Regions from separate parts of the Hordeum vulgare genome. Here regions 2 and 3 are each linked to region 1. The links are chromatin contacts, called in public Hi-C maps. All regions are on one chromosome and are shown on one strand. The core of a region is the stretch at or near the end of the contact, and the rest is flanking DNA. Distances in the headings are between cores, read along the strand shown. Region 1 has its middle 180 kb from the start of LOC123426603. Region 2 holds the start of LOC123426603 (probable BOI-related E3 ubiquitin-protein ligase 3). Region 3 has its middle 140 kb from the start of LOC123430236.

Region 1 (4,593 bases), core at 1,512-4,011:
TCTTTGATTGAGCCCTTGAAATTGAGAATATGCTCCACTTGCCGGCCGATTTCCTCTTGCATTCTTATGAGCATGATCATGTCCACTTCTTGCTCCGAATCCGATGAATCCAAGAACTCATGTTCAATCAGTTCATCAAGCTCCGTCGGTCCATACTCCTCGTTGGACGAAGTATCTAATCCATCGTTTCCCCTAAAAATATGACCAAAAATTCCGATCAAACATTGTGTCGAACGCATCCAGCGCAAGGCACACGTAGAGAGTTGTGAGACGTACCGCGGTGTTTTCCTGGCCGACGACGCGTCCTCTGCAGACAGAAAGGGAAAAAAGACTCCTCTAGCGGAGCTGGCAAGGCACAAGTTAGGAACGACGACAGAGCACGCATGGCGGTGGAGCTGCGAGACAAACGACGCAGGAGGAAGAAGAGAGTAAAACAACAAATGGATCCGATTGTTCCGCGGGGTGAATTTGGTGCAATTTACGCTGAGGCCAAGCCGTCAGGCCGATGAAGCGGGCGTGCCCGGACGCGCCCAGACTTCCCTATATCCTTCTCATATTTGGTCTGGATATCAGAAATGTCGGTCAGCATGACCGTTTGAGACCCGTTTAAGGGATCCGGCTGAATTAATTTGTTGTAACCGATCACTAACCGGACGGCCTGTCCAGTCTTTTTTTATAGATTTAAGGCGTCGAGCTGTAGATGTTCTTACTACACTTAACATTTATTTATTTGGGTCGGAGTAAGTTTGATTAGTGTGTTTTCCGTTGGGTATGGGTACATTATCACGGGAACGAACCGAGTAGTTGCAATGTTTTGCGTAGGCCCCAGCTGCTCCCATCTCCCGGCACTGCTTGGTCGACTGAGCAGTGCCGCCGATCCACCCAGCACGCGGGACCACACATCGCCGTCGCCCATCACTCTCATGGATTCTGGTCATTGGCGTCATGGGAGAGGAATGATCAGGTCTAGTAGACCCCACGCCGGAACGGCGAAAAGGCAAACCCAGAGAGTACTGGACAGTACCACCAGCGGTCCACCACCACCTGTTAATCAGCACTGGTCCAGGCCGGGTACAGGTTGCTGCACCCGACCACTGTTGGTATGAACGGGATCGGACAGCCACTGCCCACCCCCACCCCCACCGTGCCGTGCGAGAGAGAGACCGGTGCGGCAGCAAACAGCGTTGGACCGAACGGTTGCTGTAGAGCATGAATAGCTCTAAATGCATCCACCATGAGAAGGAGAAAAAAAACTCAAACAAACTTGTGTAACCAAGCCCCAGCCAGCTCAGCTCAGGGGGCTCGTCTGCGCCCGAGTACTGCGTAGCGTAGTAATGCCAGCACGTGTCCGGTCGTTGGATATTTTTCTTTTTATAATGGAGGCTGAATTTCGTGTTTTAACCCTTTTATGAAAATTGATTGAGATCTGATCCTGGTTTGTTAAAATTTCGAGATCTTTTATTCTTTCATTAGGTTCATAACGATATGATATAGGAAAAGTCTATCCTTCAACCGGCGGATCTGCGCGATCCATCCATCACCTGCTCGTCCGTTCGATCCCGTCATCGCAATCGTTTCTTGACGTTTTCTGAAACTGGATTGTTGTTTCCGTAACTGAAGCGTTGTTTCGGAAACTGTCCAGTCCATGTCTCCGCCTCCGCCTCGGCCCCGACAACGTCGCCGCCGCCGGCCTGCTACGGCTCGCCGCCCTCCGCCGTCGGCCTCCGGCGTCGGCCTGCCCGCGGCCTCGCGTGCCCTCCGTCGCCGCCCCTGCTCGTCGCCCGCCTGCGGCCCCGCCGGCCTGCCACAAGGCCCGCCACCCCTGATCGGTGGCGCCGCCGGCCTGCGTGTGGCCCCGCCGCACTCCGCTGCCGGCCTGCGCGCGGCACCGCCAGCCTGCCCGCGGCCTCGCGTGCCCCTCCGTCACCGCCCCGCCGCCCCTGCTTTTGCAACGTGACTTTCGTTGCAAAATTTTCTGAAACTCGACCGTTGTTGCAAAAAATTCCTCCGTAAAAATACTTATGTTGCAGAAAGACGAAGAAAAAAAATTCTGCAACAAGCAAATTGTTTCTGAAACTCGACCGTTGTTTGAGGAATTAACGGATCCAAAATTTATTTTTTGCAACAAAGCGAAAGTTTCTGCAACTCGAGCGTCGTTTCAGGAATTAAGTACAGAAACGAATCGAACGCTACGCGCGAGATCTAACGGCTGCCGAGGCGGTGGATGTTTAATAAATATCTACCGATAGATGCGTAGCAGCCCTATGATATAACAGCCTATTGCCAAAGACCCTAACGTTAGGCATGCACGCCATACCGTAGTACAATGCATGTTTGTACATATCATCGAACACTGGACCGTAGAATTATACAGGTTACCGTCAATCTATTTGACGATAATGGTGCTCGCGCTGACCCGAATAAGTTTTTTACTGCCACGAACCTCAACGGTAGGCGGTTACACCATATCACCATGGACTCGACGGTAGAGTAAATGTCACATTCTAAAATTTGTACGTACAAATTAGGATTAGATCTCGGTCAACTTTGTAAAAATCAAAATACGAAATTTTGCATCAGGAGATGAGATGCAATCATCTGCACGGCGACGGCACCTGTGCCGGTGGGGCCGTTAGCTAGGCTGCCATGGTCCTGATATTAAAGAGAGGTTTGTCTTCCGGAAGTAACTAGGCAGACAGCAGCATCATGCGTGCAGCGGCAGTAGCTGCTCGCGGCGGTGGGATCCATCCATCCATGTCCATCTGTGGACTGTGGGCGCGCGCGCACGGGAGCGAATCGCGGGATGTGTCGTATGCTCGTGTGCGGTAGCACATCGCCGTTGCGTCATCCGTGGCAACTCAACACTGTAGCGTACTGATGAATGATGATGCCTTCGTCTTGATTTGTACTCCTCGGTTGGACAATTTTGATTAGGGAGGGTCGCTCGTAGCACTGTGCAGGCGTCAACCGTCCATCCGCGCAAAACAGATCTGGTTTTTGTCGTACGAGCACAGGACCACGCAGCATCACATCAAGGCCAGCCACAGTTGTGAGGTTGTCGTGATCGCTCGCTTTCATGCTTGCACATCTTGATGCGGCCAAATTAATCGTTCTCACCCTTTTTATAGACTTTAACATAACACTAGCAAAAAAAAATACCACATGTTTTAAATTTACAAGAAAATGGTCTATAATCCGAATATTTGTACCTACTGTCTAAATAAAAATAATATTAGCCTACAAAAGCCCATTTCAAGATTTCACGGTTTCTTCTATTTAAACACGGCTTGCATGTAGTTTAATACATACAAACAAACGGACAAGTGATCTTCAATTTCGTCTCTAATCCTGATTTTTCTGAGATATTCACTCATATTCTAGATCAATGCTGGTATGAAAGAAAGACGGATAATGCATTATTGATTAAAATTGCATCCTAAATGACATTATATTCAGATTTGACATATTTCTCTAATCAAATTTCATGTATAGCATGTTAAATTTAGAGTTACAATTTAGAAGATGTGGGTATTTAAAAAAACATTTGATATATACTACAAGTTTAATATCACTAACATGAACGGATTTTTTTATAAAATAGCAATGACGGATTAAGAAAATATATTTCTTTTATTAGTATGTATAGATGATCTAACACATTTAATTGATGCTAAAGAAATATATGGATGATCAAACCTTACTTCAAAAATAAGCGGAGAGACCTTGTTTCTACCCCCGGCCCTGCGACGCTGGCTGCTCCGGCCGCGGCGGCCACCAACCAAGCCTTCATGGCCATGACTCCTCCCCCACCCTCGCGTGCTGCAGGCTTAAGCCTCGGACCGGACCTTGTCGCGAGGGAAACACATGTTTCCTTCGTTCAGTGTGTAGTTCCGGAAATGCCGCTCGAGGGCTCTCCAGATCTGGCCTCGACGCCGCGGATCCGTAGCACGCCGCACTGCAGCTGAACGCGACACCCTCTAGCTCGGCGGATCCGGTGTCGCCTCCCGCCCCGCGCCTTAAATCCATCGTAGTCGCACCATCCCGTGTTGTCCAAATTGCCCCTTCCGGCATGGACGATAGCTGAACTGATGTCAACCACGAGAAGAACCGGCGCCCCAACCCCGATCTACAGCGCTCGGGTGCGCGCCTTGGAGCGCATCGGACGAAGCGTCGTGGAGGATTCAATGCTGACCACACTCGTGAGTCCTTCTTAAGGCGCTTCTGCAGCTGCTGCTTTTGATGTCTGAGTAAGCGTCACCGTCGTGTTGAGTGTCGTGACCGAATCCACTGCATCATGTGCGGGATGCCACGGCACGTCGGCGAATAGTGTCCCCAAAATCCACAAAGTGAGGGTAGAGGTGGTATTGCCAGAAACCGGCTTGGCCCGGTGCCCGCTCCGACGTCTCTTCATGTGCGACTAAGTTTCCCTTCGCTTGCTGCTTCGGCCATGCCTGCCTTGACCCCGGCCATGCTTCAACACGTCGACCCATCACGTCGCCCCAGGGAGAGCCGCTCGGTGACCGTCTCCTCTCCGACGGTGAACCAGACCGTCTTCTTCCTGCACAACCAAGTCGTCACCTTGTGCACCGCTGA
Region 2 (4,593 bases), core at 732-3,231, 180 kb after region 1:
GACTTATAAGTAAGTCCCGGTAAACAAACAGGTAGGGACTCGGGACTTATAAGTCCCTGTAAACAAAGAGGCAGAGACTTATAACTTATAAGTTAGGACTTAAAAAAGTCCTAGGACTTATGAAACAAACAGGGCCTAAGAGGTGTGAAATGACAGAGCCCTTATGAACTTTCTGAGGCGAGTAATACGGAGTGCTCGCTTTGTTAGAGTTTAGAAGACATTCACGTGCACCTAGATCGTCATTTGAACTTATATAAAATATATTATTTAACATACAAATTATATCATTAGAAAATATAGAACATCTAAAGTTTCTAATGATATATTTTTTTATATTATATGACTCTTATTAAATTGATCAAAATCACGACCTAAATACATGTGACGGATTCACGACGTCATATTGATAGTTTGACAGGGGTTAGTCTTTGCGCATCCCGGATTAAGCATTGTCATCAACATGACAACATACTCCTGTCTTAAAATAAACCTCTCAACTTTATACTAGCTTTAGTATAAAATTGTATTAACGTTAAGACACTTATCTTAAAAGTGGCGAAGTAATCAAAATGTTCAATTTGTCATGTTCTTCCAAGCGACGATGCTGGTTATCAAAATCCTAAACAAAATACACCCTAACCCTACTTGGAAAACCACAACGCTAAAATCAAACTATGGCGCTCTATCTGAAATTGCATTCGGTTCGTGCCATCCATGTCCGAAAGTAAGTAACATGGGCAAGTTGATCGAGCCAGCTGAGGCCAGCTGACTTCCCTATCGCAAGCCGTTTCGGAGAAGGCCCCGTTGCTTCGACGCGCGCAAGCTTGAATCACGAGAGCAGGACATGCAGCGACGCGTTCTTGGCGGTCGCGCACAAAGGGCAAGTGTCGACGGCGGCGTCGCACGCGCTGCAGAGGCACAGGTGCCTGCACGGCAGCAGCAACACGCACGACTCGCCCTCGCCGCAAGCCCTGCACGCCACCGCCGACGCCTTGGATCCTGCGGCGTGGTCGCCGGCGGGGGTCTCGAAACAGCAGGACCGCGCGTCCTCGGCGTCGCCCTCTCCATCCGCTCCGGCGGAGTTGACGGCAGCGCAAGGCGATTGCAGGACCTGGTCGAGTGTAGCTTGGAGGCCGGCGGCGACTGCTTCGTGGCTCTTGGCGACGCGTATCCACGCCTGACCCTCGGCGCAAATCTGGCTGAGCCTCTCTGACAGTTTGGCGTTGCGGCAGCGCGCCAGCTCCAGTGCGGCCTCCGCGGCCCGCAGCCGCCTCCCTGCAGCACGCTCCGCCGCCGATACCAGCGCCCTGACGTGCTGCCGTCGCGCCTCCTCCAGCCCCGCGCGCATGCGGTCGGTCTGCACAACGTCCATCAGAATCAGGCACCAAGAATCAAAACGCCGCGCGATCAAACCAAGAACTAGCTAGAGTTCCCATGAACAAAATCGTACGTAGTACGTACCTCGAGTCGTAGGACTGCATCGATCTCCATGCCCTGGCGGTACATCTGAGAGAGCAGGTCCTGCGGCGGGCCGGCGGCATTGATCATCCTCCCGCTGGTGGACGCCGCGTCGGAGCCCACCGCCCTGGTCAGCACATCACCGACGGCGACGGGCACAAGCCCCTGCCCGCGCTGATCTTCCAAGTATGAAGGCGCCTCCGGGACGACGCGCGGCCGCTTCCTCTGCGCAAAACCGTGGGCGCGGGCGCTGTCGTGCCAGGTGAGATCGACGCGCGGAACGTTGGCGAACACCGTGTTCCCAACACCCTCCAACTCCGGCCCGCGCTTGAGGTTCTCGGGAAAGAGGAGGGAGCCGGCCGTCAGGTCATCCTCCAGAGCACTAATGCTGTTGTAGGCGTGGAGGTCGTGGGGGAAGGCGTGGGAGAGATGTTGCGCCTGCACGGCCATGGCCAACTACTACGGCGTGCGAAGAGAGAGAGGACAGGGAAACGGATGGGGAGACGGTCGTGGGCTTGGAGGGAGGGAGGGAGGTTTTATATACGCGTCCGCGTTTGCGGTTGGGGAAAGAGGCATGAGTTGAAGCGGCAGGGCACTCTGGTGGGAGGACACGTGACGCCACTGCACCTGCACGTTGGGCAACTGACCCGCGAAATAATGGATGGACGATCCATCCATGCAGACGCAGATGGAGGACGGGGCCGTCCGTCCCAAAGATGAAGACCACCTAGAGAGACGGTGGAGTAATTTGTTTGCGGTCAAAAGTCCAAACAGATTGCGTGATGCGATCCCAACGTACGGCTGCTGCTAAAAAAGAAAAGATCCCAGGGGAGACGCGCAAATCAAAGCTCGCGGGGCCGGATAACAGCTGAATTCAATAAATGGGGGCAGGTTGGCGGTGGCATCAGGCTAGCTACACATCCTGTGGAAACGCCAAGCGAGTGATCAAGAATTCAAGACGCGCCCTGCAGAACCGGATCTAGATAGCAGCCTGGTCCTGGTCCTGCTGATCACGGAAAGAGCGCAGGGTAGTGGTGGTCGCCCTCGTGCATCTCTGACGGAGCGCTGCCCCTGCCCTGCCCTGCCCTGCCCTGATTGATCTGGGTCCAGGCGACGGGGCACGTACTCTACTGGACTAGTTAATGTTGAGCACCAATCAAGCAGGCAGGCACATGCAAACAAGGAGCTTATTTGGCTTGGCACACACATGACACATCGCCAAACCAGCTAATCGAGCGGCGTCGGCAGCCACGATCCACAGTACCACTGCCAGAGTGGTAGCAGCACTCCAACCTGCCAGTCAGCCAGGGCCGGCCACGGGCCGCTCGTGGCGGCCATGAAAGCTGGAAGTAACAGCCACCCGCCCGTAAAGGCGCCGCACCGACCGACCATTCTGCGGGACGCACCTGCATGCACGGCACCTCCGGTGCTGCCGCGGCACGGAGCACCACCAACAGCAAGGGTCCATATATACGTACTCCTACTACTACAGTAGGCTTGATCGCGTCTCACGCCGGCCACGACGCTTGTGGGCCAGTTTCCCAACTCACCAGCCACCCTCCCTCTCTCTCTCTCTCCCCTCCGGCACCAAACCGGTACTGTTGGGAATCATGCAGACGGTGCTGCCACGCCGGTGACGATGATTATAACGCGATACTAGCATAGTACAGTGCACGACTCTACACCCTCAGACTGTGCGCGCTATAGCGTAGTACTGGGCGCTGGGCACATCGACATCGAGATCTCCCGTACGTCCCCGTGCATGCACACCTAGCCAGTTTATTAGAGCATCTATAATCCGGACTATTTGTACGTTTCTTCAACCCGAGGCCAAATTCACAGTTTTTATCTTTTTTTGAAGTTCATCAGGATCTGACTCCGGTTGGAAAAGAAATCGGATCTGACCATTTTGCTATCGTCAGAGCCCACAACCTACCACTAAGGCCTCTGACGGTAAAATTGCACGCCTAGGGTAAAAAATGGCTAACTTGCGGGTTGAGTGCGCGCGAGTGTCTACAGCCGGACCCCTTGACGGTAGGGTCACAGCGCTACCGCCAGACACCCTGACGGTAAGCCGTTTTCCTACCGCCAGGGACCTCGGCGATAGGTTGTTATACTATACCGTCAAGGTATCCGGCGTTAGCAAAAGGGTCAGTTTCAAAAAAAATCAAACCAAGGTCAAATCCGGCTTAACTTTCGCAAAAAGGTCAAAACAGTAAAACTTGTCCCAACCCGAACCCCTCATACCTTTTTCGTTTGGTCACCCCGCCCGCTTATTGATCGGTCATAAAAAATTGACCCAACCATCTGTCAGCGTTCCGAGTGTCAATACACACGACTCTAAAGATGATGAGAAGAAGCAACGGGAAGCCAGCTAACCGAGTCGTGGGCCAACAGGCCGGCCCACTCGTGATCGCAAGACTTTCCAGCGGCTTGCAAACCCATACTAGATCCACTAAGACGGGTGTAACGGTATCCTGTTACTTAAGCATTCATCAAGCTAGAGAACGGTGGTTGGCGACGGGTGGCTTCGACGAGGACACAGAGAAGCGTATGTAGAGAGCATTGCTGTGTAGGTAGTTAGATGGACACCTAAGACTTCTCTAGAACCCTAGATCTATCAATAATAATAGAAGAATCCTTACATCTTGTACACAGAGCTTTTTGATCGATTCTACGCTACATTTACGCTACGCGATTCAAGCTACAGCAGTAGAGAGTCACCATCGACAAGTTGTGTTCGAAAGGGCAACAGATCTAGGAACTTCTCCGAGCGGACTTCGCTGAGGCGCTAGACCACAAGTTCAAGGCGGAAGGCGAGGAGATTATCCAGTCTATTAGTCAAATGCTCAAGGACACCACCGCGGCCCTCGACGGCCTCATCTTCATGCGGATAGATGGCGCTAGGGCCGAGGTCAACCTCAACATCGAGAACATCCTGGCGGAGCTTGAGCGATGCGGCAAGGACGAGAACGCATGCAAGCAAGCGAGTTCATCGGCTGACAAGGAGGTTGGGGGCGGTCGCGAGTAACTCGTGGCGAATCCCCTTGGCTTCGACAAATTCCGTCGGGGGAAGGCACATCATGTTTATGTGCCTTCTTTGGTTAGAGGTGCGCGTGATTCTGGCTCTTCCCC
Region 3 (4,593 bases), core at 1,565-4,064, 170 kb before region 1:
AATTAGGAATCTCCTATTTGCTGCATTTTGCGGCAAGTAGTCGAGGGTCCGATCGGTCTACTAGATCAACCCATTTAAGCGGAACATGTCCAGACGTTTTTGTCAGTTTTGGGAACCTTTTACAGGTTTCCAGCCATTTTTTTTATTTTGGGAAACTTCTAGAAGATTTCACAAGACGTTTTTTTTTTCTTTTTTTCGTTTTTCGTTTTCCTTTTTTCTTTTCTATTTCTTTTACTAATGTTTCTATTTCAAACAATGTTCTGAATTTTAATTTGTTTTTTCCTCAAATGGAAAAAATAATTTTGCTATTAATATTTTGTCTAAATTTTAAATAGTTGCTGTTTTTCAAAACATTCATAACTTCCAAAATTCTTTAGGATTTTCAAAAAATGTTTGGCATTTTAAGAAAATGTTCGGTGTTTTCAAAGGATATCTGGTATATTCCGGAAATGTTTGAAATATCACAAATTTCTACGATTTATAAAACTAAGTTAGTGTTCAAGAAAAAATCTTATATTTCGAAAAATGTTCTTGCTTTTAAATATTTTTCCAAATTTCAAAAAAGTTCTCGTTTTTTAAACTTTGTTGATAATTTTGAAAATGTTCAGTATTTTTAACATATGTACTGGCTCCTCAGAAAATGTTCTAGAAATTCTAAAAATGTATTTGACTTTTTAAAAATGTTAGAAAATTGAAATATTTGCCGATTTTAAAAATATTCGTAATTTCTTTAATTGTTCGGGGTTTTCAAACAATGTTTGATATTTTAAAAAAATGTCCGTATTTTAAGAAAAAGGGTCGGTATTTTCATTAAATGTTATGTATTTTCAAAAATAAAAATAGAAATATAAAATTAGGTTCAAATTTTAACTAGCCTTGTGTTTTAAAAAAAATTATAATTTTTAAACGTTCTTTCTTTTCAAAAATGTTTCGGATTTCAAAAAATAATCATTTTTCAGACATTGTTCATAAATTCAAAAAATGTTCTTTAAATTCGAAAAATATCATTGCTTCAAATTCGAAAGAAAAGGAAAAACGAAAAGAAAATGAACGAAAAAATAAAGGAAATAAAAAGAAAAAAGGAAAAACAGGAACAGAAAAAAGTAAAAAAGTATAATTTCAGATTTTCTTAAGACAAAAAAACTCGTCCGGGTCAGTCGGCAGACCCCCGCTGTGGGTTCGCTCTGCAGTTCGCTACAACGAGCGCCTCGTAGGAGGTTCTGAACATTTATACTCAAAAATGAGCAAGATGGAACGATCGTCTCAATGAAGGTCTACACTGGCCGACGCATTTATGCACGCCCACAGTAAAAGGAAAAAAAGACAAAGAAAATATGGAACCCACCGTATTTGAACCCTGGTCTCGTGCTTTGGAGACACGGTAGCTTGCCATTGCGCTTTCCTTGGGTGCATGACAGAACATTAGGGCGAATCAACTTAAGTCCAAACGACCGTTATTCCACTCATTTTTTAATACTCATTCAATTTTTTAATACTCATTCAATTAAACATTTATAAAATACTCATTCAATTAAACATTTATCAAATACTTCTTTAACATTTATCAAATACTCATTCCACATTAAGTATTAAAAAATGTTTAATTGTTCAAAATTTACTAAACTCATTAAACAATTTTTAATACTCATTCAATTTTTATTTTATAATTTTCCATATTTTCTAAAATCTATTCAATATTTTACAAATACCTTTTCAACATTTTTACTAATTATTTAACATTTTAAAATAATTATAAAACAGTTTTGATAGTTGTTCAACATTTTTTAAATGTTTTTTTGAAGATTGTTTCTTGTAAAAAATACCTCCTACTATTGGGTGTAGGTAAACCCATGTTTTATGTACTACCTTGTGTATATATAGATACATACTATTTTAAAGTATAAAAAATACAAAAATAAAACAAAAAGAAGAAAAAAAAACAGAAAAGCAGGCAGTGTCCTCCTGCGCGGACGGGCCGGCCCGTCTGGGGCTCCCCGAAGCGAGAGCTTCCCTTTGTTTTGCTCAGAGCGAGACATAGGGGCGCCCGCCCGAGACGCCATGCTGCTTGCAGTGGCAGCTTCTAATCCTTGCATCACCAATACTGCACCGTGCCGAACTGCCAATGAATCGTACAGTTATTTACTAGTCTCGCAGTGGATGCCCGTCCAGCAGTGAGGATCCGTGAGGCCATGTGTATTGTTTTGTTTTGTTTGGTTCCTTCTCTGCGGCAACCGGGGTGAGTTGGCAGATGCAGATCCATGCATGGCAGCGCAGCGCAGCACGTAGTCCTGCCTGCCTCGCCTGTCGTTTGGTGGAAGCAGTGAAGATAGAGGCAGAGGTGCTCCTACTGTACTCGGTTTCTTTCACTTTTCTGTTTGGTGCAGCAACTGCAACGCGTACAGGTACAGTCGGACGGGCAGGTGGCCACATCACATATCATATCGCTGCTGGCGCACTGCTCTGCTCCGCTCAGTTTTGATGAAAGGAGGAGTGATAAAAATTGCAAGTAACAGGGACAGCGGTATCTGCGGGATTCTGTTCGGCAGCTTTTCAAAAATGAAATTTACCCTATGACAAACTAGTAGGCTGGAACCAAAAGATGGAGTACTCAAAAATCTCTCTCCGTATCCTCAAAAAAAAAAAAAAAAAAAATCTCTCCGTGCCGCTGTCACGGTTTGTTGTACCCGGGGGGCAAGCGTGTGACACACATGCATGCATGCATGCATGCGACAGCTGCGCCACGTACTGTTCAACAGTGGGCGCCGCAGCACGGCACGATGACCAGGACGCCAGGAAAAGCCAACGGCGAATACGCCGTGCCGTGCCGTGCCGTGCGTGGTGGGGCTTTCGAGACGCGGCGTGGCCGCATGCACGCCGCGCGGCGGCCTTCTCTTCTCTCGGCGTGCGATTTATCTCTTCCACTACCACCAGTACTACTCTACTTCCTTTGCCTTTGCTGGTCAAGATAAGCCGGGCGGGGATGCTAGTGTACCGTCCATGTCACCAAGAAAACAAAGCTCCATCGTATGCAATTATGTGCCGAATATTTTGTCACGTCTTCACGTCAGCGTCGTCTACTTTGTTGACAAAGAATGGATGGATTCCAGCTGCCAGTGCCGTGTCATCTCGAGTCATTGCTAGGGTTGCTTTGTCACTTTCGTCCAACCGTCCTCGCTTGAACCAAGAAGATTAACCGCAGGACCGGACACCGTGAGCGTGATGTGGCTCGCTCCACAAGAAAAGCACAAAGGCTTCAACGTCTATCTTCTCACCGTCTTTGTCGAACAAGATGGGCTATACAAATTTTGTTTGGACGCCACGGTTTTGTGTTGATTTATCTCCACATTATACCACTCGTTAGGCCAGACCAACGTTTTGTCCAACCACTTCAATAAACTACATTAATGAGCCATTTCATGGTCAAGTCGTATAACACCCAATCCAATCCAATAGCTCAAACAAGCTACTACTCCATCCGTATGATGGCCTCTATCTCCCTAGCTAGCTACTGGACGTCTCCATCCCGTCAACTTCAACAAATTCAGCTGAAAAGAACGGACGCACTAATCACATTCAGGAAAGCATGGCAGGTTGGCATCAAATGACACCACCACGATTATAGCTTGACGTGCACTGCGCCTGGCTGCGAGCAACTAAAATAGACTCGCCTACAGAAAAATGACGGGACACGCATATGGACCACCCGTAATTTGGATGCGTCCCCATTTTCCTGTCCACTTGCTACGAGATGGATTGACGTTGTTTCCAGGTTCGACTAGGCATGTGTTAAGTTTGGTTTAGTTGAGAGGTTTAGGTCGGTAGTAGTTGCCGCGCGTGTGTGAAATTTCAAGTGTGGACAGGAGAAAGAGATGGATTGGTACCCGCCGGGAAAGATTTCTCGTCACATCGTTGCCAGTGCCCGTCGCTACCGCTACAACATCTACAGTTTTTCTTTTTTGCGGAGTTCTTTCTACTCCTTTCGTTATCATCATTACTATACGTATGCGTTTATTAGTCCTCTTCTGGGTCAAAATTTGATTATATTGCCTAACAAAATGTTAATGCATGTCATCAAAAGTTAAATTGTTGAATTCGTATTTGAATGGAGTTTTCAATGATAATATTTGCCTATGTATAACTTATATTTTGTTAGTTAAAATCACTGTCAAAATATAACCCACAATAAGAGGGGACTAGTAAACATGAAAAAAGATAGTAATTAAGTAGATAGTAGTAACTTAGCATGGATAGAGGCATAGAGCTCTCACAACGGAGAGCAAAACTTGGTTATCAAGCCTTTATTTACAACGGTTACTACCAATGAAGAAAATGGCGAGCTATGACAAAATAACGTGACCCTTTAGTGTATTATATCCGAAAATGACCCAAGAAGTTAGACCTACAGCTAGAAATCTATAATGCTCTAGTGTAGAAAATAAATCTCTAATAATTTTGAAATATTTATATTTTTTAAAATCCTTTGAACCAAAGAGGTCTTGGTGGTCTAACATTATTCTAAATGTTGAAAATATGCCCTAGAGGCAATAATAAAATTGTTATTATCATATTTTCTATTCATGATAAACGTTTGTT

The links. Hi-C and Micro-C count contacts between places; a contact is called where the count stands out from the background.
Region 2: a contact with region 1 is called in a Hi-C map of seedling, with 2.9 times the contacts expected there. The contact joins the promoter of LOC123426603 here to the enhancer-like site in region 1. A contact is called at or near these places in 2 of 6 Hi-C or Micro-C datasets (leaf and seedling) and 1 of 1 datasets of contacts at active chromatin or transcription factors (embryo).
Region 3: a Hi-C map of leaf shows a contact between it and region 1, with 5 times the contacts expected there. The contact joins two enhancer-like sites. A contact is called at or near these places in 2 of 6 Hi-C or Micro-C datasets (leaf and seedling).

The regions. Positions count from the first base shown.
Region 1 is chr2H:451,125,484-451,130,076 of MorexV3_pseudomolecules_assembly, reverse strand. No RefSeq gene overlaps it. Among protein-coding and RNA genes, the nearest start is that of LOC123426603, 180 kb to the right of the region's middle. Within about 2 kb of position 2,761, at least 3 of the 3 cell types and tissues checked have open chromatin away from gene starts, as enhancers often do. A contact at or near this core is called in leaf and seedling, where this site is marked.
Region 2 is chr2H:450,942,552-450,947,144 of MorexV3_pseudomolecules_assembly, reverse strand. It overlaps LOC123426603 (probable BOI-related E3 ubiquitin-protein ligase 3), which reads right to left and starts at 1,981. Exons shown (of 2, transcript XM_045110466.1): 1 at 1,462-1,981; 2 at 547-1,357. The coding sequence starts at 1,908. The coding sequence ends at 830.
Region 3 is chr2H:451,291,917-451,296,509 of MorexV3_pseudomolecules_assembly, reverse strand. No RefSeq gene overlaps it. Among protein-coding and RNA genes, the nearest start is that of LOC123430236, 140 kb to the left of the region's middle. Within about 2 kb of position 2,814, at least 3 of the 3 cell types and tissues checked have open chromatin away from gene starts, as enhancers often do. A contact at or near this core is called in leaf and seedling, where this site is marked.